3 separate regions of the Mus musculus genome follow, and all the other regions are linked to region 1. A link is a contact called in public promoter capture Hi-C data. All regions are on one chromosome and are shown on one strand. The core of a region is the stretch at or near the end of the contact, and the rest is flanking DNA. Distances in the headings are between cores, read along the strand shown. Region 1 holds the start of Dhrs11 (dehydrogenase/reductase (SDR family) member 11). Region 2 holds the start of AI662270 (expressed sequence AI662270). Region 3 holds the start of Heatr6 (HEAT repeat containing 6).

The links. Promoter capture Hi-C pulls out the DNA fragments that hold promoters and counts their contacts.
Region 2: a contact with region 1 is called in a promoter capture Hi-C map of pre-B cells, with 4 times the contacts expected there. The contact joins the promoter of AI662270 here to the promoter of Dhrs11 in region 1. A contact is called at or near these places in 1 of 39 promoter capture datasets (pre-B cells) and 1 of 484 Hi-C or Micro-C datasets (B cells).
Region 3: a contact with region 1 is called in a promoter capture Hi-C map of hippocampal neurons, with 5 times the contacts expected there. The contact joins the promoter of Heatr6 here to the promoter of Dhrs11 in region 1. A contact is called at or near these places in 10 of 39 promoter capture datasets (the 3T3-L1 cell line, 3T3-L1-derived adipocytes, the HPC-7 cell line and 5 more) and 5 of 115 datasets of contacts at active chromatin or transcription factors (astrocytes, embryonic forebrain, embryonic midbrain and 2 more).

Annotation. Positions count from the first base shown.
Region 1 is chr11:84,827,708-84,830,341 of GRCm38.p6, reverse strand. It overlaps Dhrs11 (dehydrogenase/reductase (SDR family) member 11), which reads left to right and starts at 1,339. Exons shown (of 7, transcript NM_177564.5): 1 at 1,339-1,591. The coding sequence starts at 1,445. It overlaps 4930502E09Rik (RIKEN cDNA 4930502E09 gene), which reads right to left and starts at 1,164. Exons shown (of 3, transcript NR_046281.1): 1 at 930-1,164; 2 at 300-440.
Region 2 is chr11:83,222,228-83,224,861 of GRCm38.p6, reverse strand. It overlaps AI662270 (expressed sequence AI662270), which reads right to left and starts at 1,286. Exons shown (of 4, transcript NR_015519.1): 1 at 1,211-1,286; 2 at 552-652; 3 at 231-410.
Region 3 is chr11:83,752,321-83,754,954 of GRCm38.p6, reverse strand. Heatr6 (HEAT repeat containing 6) reads right to left here and starts at 1,318. Exons shown (of 20, transcript NM_145432.3): 1 at 1,014-1,318. The coding sequence starts at 1,232. It overlaps Wfdc21 (WAP four-disulfide core domain 21), which reads right to left. Exons shown (of 3, transcript NM_183249.2): 3 at 2,309-2,461.

The DNA of each region.
Region 1 (2,634 bases), core at 90-2,589:
CTGCCTGCTGAGTGCTGAATCAAAGGCATGTACCACCAGCTGGCATTATCAGGCATGTATGGGTACACTGTTGGTGTCTTCAGACACACCAGAAGAGGGCATCGGACCTTTTTCGATAGTTGTGAGCCACCACCATGTGCTTGCTGGGAATTGAACTCGGGACCTCTGGAAGAGCAGCTAGTGCTCTTAACTGCTGAGCCATCTCTCTAGCCTTCATCACACTTCTCTTTTTTTTGTTTGTTTTGTTTTGTTTTGTTTTGTTTTGTTGTTTTTCACACTTAATGTGCCAGTATACTTACTGTGTTTGAGAAAGGGGCTCATGTTTCAGTTGGCCTGGAATTCACTCTCTACTAAAGGATGGCCTTGAACTCGTGGACCTGTCTCTTATGTCCCCTTACCGGCTTGTGCCACCATGCCTTGTGGTAGAGCTCTGTTGGCTCCTGCACAAAAGAAAAACAAAAATATTGTTTTTGTTGTTTTTTTCGAGACAGGGTTTCCCTGTATAGCCCTGGCTGTCCTGGAACTCACTCTGTAGACCAGGCTGGCCTCAAACTGAGAAATCCACCTGCCTCTGCCTCCCGAGTGCTGGGATTAAAGGCATGAGCCACCACGCCCGGCTCAAAAATCTTATAAGGGTATATTATGCATGCTGTTTAAAGTTATGGCTACCACGTGATATTCAAGTTGTCAGCTTCTGCGGGTGACTATTGATGTACATCGTGTAACATTTGCGCCGTTGTAGGACTGGGAGTGGTTGATGTCAAGGACGGTTGAAGACGTGGTGCCATTTAGGTGTAGAGTACTTGGGTATTTTAACCATTTACTTGGCCAGTGAAGCCAAAGGATCAGGTACAGTGAACAATAACCCTTCCTCAGGTCAACTGGCCTTGATGGCAGAGGCCCTTAAGCTTTTTGGATTGAATCCTTACTGTCAGTCACCAGTGGTTTGGGAGGGCACTGGAGTAACCTTTAGATCCCCCATCCTGTCCTCAGGCCTTTGGAAGTAGGGCTGATTGAGCAAAGGAGGCCTTGAGTGCGTGCGAGCGTGCGTCCTCTTCCTCGCAGATGGAGGCTCTCCACCGCAAAGGGAAGCGCTCACGGTAAAAGCAACTCCACCGGCTGTCAGGCCCCACTTCCGCGGTGGGCCCCTATCCTCAAGGCTGTGCGGTTTCCGCCTGTCGCGGGAAGGACGGGCTCGTGCGCGGGCGTGGGCGTGTCCGGAAAAGGTGGCCACTCGGACGCCATGTGGCCCAATGCGGAGGTCCCGAGGGCGGAGCCCGGGCCGGAGGCCGGGCCAATAGTGGGTGGGTCTAGGCGCAACTCCAAGTTGCCGGCGTCCCCCACTGCAGTGACCAGGGAGCCACCGATCTTCAGTAACCCCAGACTAAGCTCCCCGCTCCCAGTGCCTGGTTCGCCGAACGAGGTGGGCAGACGGCTCGGGACCATGACTAGAGCTGGCATGGAGCGGTGGCGCGACCGGCTGGCACTGGTGACGGGAGCCTCGGGGGGCATCGGTGCGGCCGTGGCCCGGGCATTAGTCCAGCAGGGACTGAAGGTTGTGGGTTGTGCCCGCACCGTTGGCAACATCGAGGTAAGGCTCCGCCAGGCAGCGGGGACGCTCTTGGGGGAGGGGGGAGTACGTCGTTTCCATGGGGCAGGGCTTTGAGTGAGGGGAGGGAGAGTTGCCGTGGCCGGAGCCAGAGACCCTGCTCTTTTTGAGCCTACTACCCTAGGGCCATTTGCAACGGCCTTGAGAGCAGGAGTGCTGTTTAGTAGCGAGAGGACCTAAGTTCTCTCTAAGTTCTATTTTTATAAGAGCCATTCACTCCTGATAGTTCGTGTCGCAGCAGAGTACCAAATCCTGACCCCTGGTATTCTCTTCCCTTACCCCTGCCATCTTGTGCCCCCTATACTGGCAGGTGAAAGAGGAAGCCAGAGGTCAAGGGCTAGCTAGGCAGCCAGGGAGAAGGGGGAAAAAAAGAAAAGAAAAAAAAAAAAAAACTGGCTAGTCTAAGTGACTAGGTTAGTTTCATCTTGTCCCCAAACCTCACCCAAGCCACACCGAGTAAAGTGCTGGCCAACCAATGAACAAGAAGCTAGTGTTTGACCCATGACTGAGGGTGAGGTTAGGGTGGAAGCTAGCTCTCCTTTTAATTCAAATCTGAGCTCAACTCACATGCCATGAGCCTAAAGAGTGAATGGAATATTTACTTGTAGATCTCTTTCTCTCTCTCTCTCTCTCTCTCTCTCTCTCTCTCTCTCTCTCTCTCTCTCTCTTTTCTGATTCATTTTCCTAGGTGGGACTGAGTAGGTGAAATAGGGCATTAAACCTGTAAGTCTTGAGAAAATAAAATGTTACGGATCCAGAACTCCCTAGTTTTTCTCTTAACATTCTTTTGGGGGTTCCTGGAGTTATGAGCAGCATCAGATCAGAAAAGATAGGGAGGAGATGCCATTTGGGAGAAGACAAGAGAAATTCCCATTATTTGCCCTGGCAGGACCACCTGCAGGGCTCTATCTTCACCATGGCTCAAAGTCCTCTGACAGAAAAGGGTAAGGAGGCCTTGGGTGGAGGCAAAGGGAGAAGTTGTTGCAGGAAGGAGGACTGTCCCCTCCCCAGCTACTGGCCAAAGG
Region 2 (2,634 bases), core at 37-2,536, 1.6 Mb after region 1:
AGCAGTCCCTTTTATAGTGAGTCAGGTATACCTGGCTGTTGCCAGAAACTGTGGGCAGAGCCTAGACAAAATGCCAACCCGGGCTGCTGCACCTGGTACCTCTCTTTCCTCCCTCCCTCTCCTCCATCTCCTAAAAAAGCTAGGGACATGTTCATTCTGGACGCTCCAAGAAGATTCTGCCCCGTGGCTCTGCCTCCCTTTCAATCCACAAACTTTCTCTTCCACTATACCTGGGACCAGTCCTCTTCCTTTCTTTTTATTTCTTTTTCTCATACACATGGCGCCGAAAACCAGGACCAGTCATGTTTTCTTTCTTTCTTTCTCTTTTTCATTCAGCCAAGATGAAGGATTTTGCCCAGAACCACTCCGGGTCCCCAGAAAATGGCGGCAGAGGTAGTTTGCAGAGTCATCTAAAGGCGTATACCCATAAAGCCATTTGGCTTTCCCATCAGGTCCAATTAGAAGCAAACACATATCTTTACGTACTTCCTGCTTTTGTACCCAACCCTCCCCCTTAATTCAGGCAGGGGCATGCATGTTTCCTCACTTACCAACTGGGGGCAGGCTCCTAGAAGAAACTTCCATGCCGATGTTTCAATGTTTCGTTTTGGTAACACAAACTAACAGGCAGCCACGAAAACTCTTGACCAAACTCAATGCAGTAAAGAGTGCATTTTATACAGGGCTTTTAATATGAAGTTTCCTCCCCCCCCCCCCCATCTAATATATAGGCTAACTTATAATTGGATTTTTAAAACCTTCAGGTTGGATTTTAAAGTTAGCCTGGATGCGGAGGAAGGAAGGGCCAGCCAGGCGATACAGAGGGACTCATGTGAGCCTTGTGGCAGAAACTAAAACCACATGCTGGTCTCCTTGTCCTTTCTTGACAGCCTTCAGGGAGGGTGACAGGAGCGGTTGCAGGAAGGATGTGATAAATCTCACATACATTCAAAACATTTCTCAGGCCTCATGGTTATTTTCTGTGTTTCCTTCTCTTGCTCTCCATGATCTGAGGATATTGTTCCTTCCGCACTGGTCAGTTTCTTCTAAAGAGGCCCCCCGTGTGATTTCAGTTATATAGCAGGACTTTCTGACCCAGAAGCAGTACAAATGATGACACAGAGGCTATCGGGTATTTTAAAGCTTAAGCCTATAGCTGGGCAGATTTCCAACCAACTTTCTAGTTCATCCCGATTTGTCCTGGCATTACCTTCCATGTGTGGCCAGCTCTGCGTCTCTGCTCCTGTTCAGGTCCATCTTTCATCTCCGAGGCCCCAGGCGACTTTGGCGCCTTTGCTTTCTTTTTCCAGAGTCCCTCCCCAGGAAGTTCTGCCCTCCACTCTCTGCCCAGCTATTGGCTGTCAGCTCTTTATTACAGCCAATAAGCAAGTAAAGAAGGTCTAATATTTACAAAATATAGGACCTCTGATAGGCCACAGAAATAATACTAAGAGGCAGGCAGATTTCTGAGTTCGAGGCCAGCCTGGTCTACAAAGTGAGTGCCAGTGACAGCCAGGGCTACACAGAGAAACCCTGTCTCGAAAAAAACAAAAAAACATAACAAAACAAAAAAACAAAAACAAAAAAACCCCGACAACAACAAAAAAAGAAATAATACCAAGATCCGGCTCGCACTCAGCTGTCTGGCTAGTGCTTAGTTTGCTGATGGTTTATCCCTCAACATTGAGTATATAGAGAGCCACCTTCACATAATGCACCCCTAACTCAACTACAAGGATTTTGCTTTTACCTTTGGTGCCAGATCGTTAGTCCTGGTTTTACTCAGTGCTGGCCAGTGGATGAAATCAAGAGTCATGACCTTTTGTCTTCTCTCTCCTGAGAAGATTCCATACAGCAAGCCTGTAAGCTCCTCTCAGTAGTCTTGGTCCGTATTTAATATTTCATAAATGTTTGCTTTAAATTTGGCCTGAAGTGGTTGCGTTCATTTTTTTTTTTCCCAGCAAAACCCAGTATAAACATAAACCCTGCAGATGCACTCAGGCGATGCTGGGAGGCAGAAATCAGAGTGGCCAAGGACCTGGCACAGTCATCAGTGTTCCAATGTCTAGTTGCACAGCTAAAGTGAGAATTCCCCAGGATGCCTGGTACTCCAGGGATTATGCAAGGATGCCTCTGAAACAGACTCCTGTCCATTACATTCTCCTTGTCAGACTGATGGAACCTCTATGAGACACTAGTCATTTGTTACAGTTGTCTTTGATGTCATGTATATTTTGGTCTCTTAAGTCAATATCTGATCCATCTTTGTGTGTTAAGACTTGGAAGGCTATGAAACTAGATGACACAAGAGGGACTGATGGACCTCTGAAGGAAAGAAGTCCAATCGTTACATGTCATTGTCCTCTCTTATGTATCTATCCTATGTTTGTATGTTCTGACTCAGGGCTGTAAGGCACAGCTGCACCCAGGGCTCCAGGTGGTGCCTAGCTCCACCTTCAGCTGCTTCTTGGGAGCAGGAAAACTGCATTGATAAAAACTTCACATCTCAGAACACTGAGTATGCATAAGGGGATGGGGTTGGATGAAGGATTCACAAGTAAATCCCCGGGCTCAATGGAGAGCTTTGTAAAACCTGGGGTCCCACATGGAAGCCAGGCACTGCCAAACTGCCTT
Region 3 (2,634 bases), core at 69-2,568, 1.1 Mb after region 1:
AGGAGAGAAGAATGGAAAGGCACACATTTTGTTGTTGTTGTTGTGCAAAATAGCCAAGTATATAAATAAAAAGCTCCCTTAATTTCACTTAGTTCCACTCTGCTCCCTTATCCGTGGTGAGCTGCTCGGGATTCTTTTCCCCTTTACATCCTTAAGCCCCATATTTTTCTCTTACTGTTTGGCCGCTTGCTTCTGCCATTTGCCAATATACATAGAAAATCTCTGATTATGCGTACACTTGTATGCGTTTTGTTTGTTTTTTGTTTTTGTTTTTCCAATAGCAGACTCTGGCAAAGAATAGTCTGGAATGGGGCTAGAATAGAGGAAGATCAGTGAGAGACTAGGGAGAGAAGAGTGTGAACTGAGAAACATGTTTGAGACAGACTGAAGAATTTTAATCCAACAGGCTCCAGGGTAAAGAAAAGAAGCAGTGTGCATGCCTTGTGTGTATTTGGGGTGGGGTAGGGTAGAATGAATAGGGGATTAGGAGTATGGGAGACAATGTATTCATCTATACGAGCTATCAAGTTTGAGATGCTCGCAGGTAGGACTGGCTCAGGGGTTCTGGGAATCAGTGATATACAAGAGCGGATGTGTATGAATGAGATGATCCTGACAGGAGAAGTGGAAGCAAACGAGAGCTAGTGCCGAAACAAAACAGAAAATACAGGCCTTACGACAAATTTAGGTTCCAATCTAGCTCTGCCATTTGCCCAAACCGTGACGCTGGATCTCTTGTGAGCTTCAGTGCGTACATCAGCGAAATCAACTAAGACTACCCTCGCTCCGACATTCCCGGAGTCGCTCACCAGGGATGGCAGCTGAGGGCGTCAGAGCAGAAGCCTTTGAAAAGATGCTGGCTTGCAAGCTTTCAGATGGAGGGCAGAGAGATATGGCACGGACCGAGGGAGAAAGCCAGCCTGGAACTAAGTCATCCGGGACGTGGGTGAGAGCCGGAGGGGCCGGAGGGAGGAACCAGCCGTTGTCCGGGCAGGATGAGGCGCGCCGCCTACCTCGGGGGCCACGCCGCCGCCCTCGCTGTAGTTCTCGGAGATGAGCTGGTCGAAGAGCAGGTGAATCTCCATGCGGGACACGGTGCTGTCATCCGGCTGCAGCGCGCGGAGCCTGGCAGACAAGCGGCGGAACCCATCGTCCTGCTCCGGCGACAGTTCCCGCGGGGCCTCTCGCGGCTGCCCACAAGGAAGAGAGGCGGCGACCTGCACCGCCGCCATTTTTCCTCCGTGAGAAAGCCTGGGAAATACTTCCGGGGCACCGCTTGGGGCAGGGCCTGGGTGTGTGCTCCAGTTCCGGAAAGCCATCATTTGAACTGTAGGTTGCAAGTCGTTCTGTGATTAGGATAGGTAAAAGGCAGCAGAAATAAGGCCACCCACCACCCCTTACCCTCTCAGAAAGTTTGCTCTTGGGCAGGGCTGACGTTGCTAGAGTTTCAGATTCTGGCTGGAGTTGGAGAGCACTCTTCTACATGGCAGTGACAGAAAAGTGAGCTATATGGCTTCCTTCTACTCTTGATGTTCTGATAGGACACAAGCTGGAGTTATCACAGAGAAAGGAGCTTCAGTTGGGGAAGTAAGTGCCTCCATGAGATCCAGCTGTGGAGCATTTTCTCAATTAGTGATCAAGGGAGAAGGGCCCCTTGTGGGTGGGACCATCTCTGGGCTGGTAGTCTTGGTTCTATAAGAGAGCAGGCTGAGCAAGCCAGAAGAAGCAAGCCAGTAAGTAACATCCCTCCATGTCCTCTGCATCAGCTCCTGCTTCCTGACCTGCTTGAGTTCCTGTCCTGACATCCTTTGGCGATCAACAGCAATGTGGAAATTGTAACCTGAATAAATCCTTTCCTCCCTGACTTGCTTCTTGGTCATGATGTTTGTGCAGGAATAGAAACCCTGACTAAGACAAAAACTTAACGTATTGACATTAGTAGCTTTTTCACGATTAGGATTAGATAACTGAGAGGAACAGTTTAAAGGAAGGAGGATTTATTATTATTATTATTATTATTATTATTAATTTTTTGGTGCACTATTTTAGGTGGTTTAAGGCTATGCTTGACTGAATCTGCTGCTTTGTAGTAAAGGAGAATGATCGTGACAGCAGGGGTATTTGGTTGAGGCTTCTCACCTAAAGCAACCAGGAAACAACAAGAAACATGTCAAGCCCAGGACAAAATACCCCGTTGACCTATCTCCTCCAGCATGGCCCCTTCTTCCCAAACAGTACAATCAACTATGGACCAGGGAGACGTGTCATATTCAAACCATAACAACCTCCAAGAAAATAACTCAAGAAGTGTTGAGACTTTTACATTAATGATTTATTAAAAGAAACAACTCCTTGTCCCACTCCACTGTGCTGCTTGTAATCTCCATACATGGCCTCCATTTTCAACTGTTTTCTTGGTCACAGAGCTCCAAACAGACACATTTTTTTTTCCAGGTAGAAGCTATAGGAAGAAATGAACAGTAATCAGGGAAGATGGCCTTTGAGAAAATTCTTTGTTGGAGAAATAGATATAAAAATTATACACGAGACCTGCTGTTTTGGGTACCTGGCTACTGCCCAGAGTGCAATGAGAAACATTAGATCTTGATGCTGGAAATCCATAGCACCATCAGA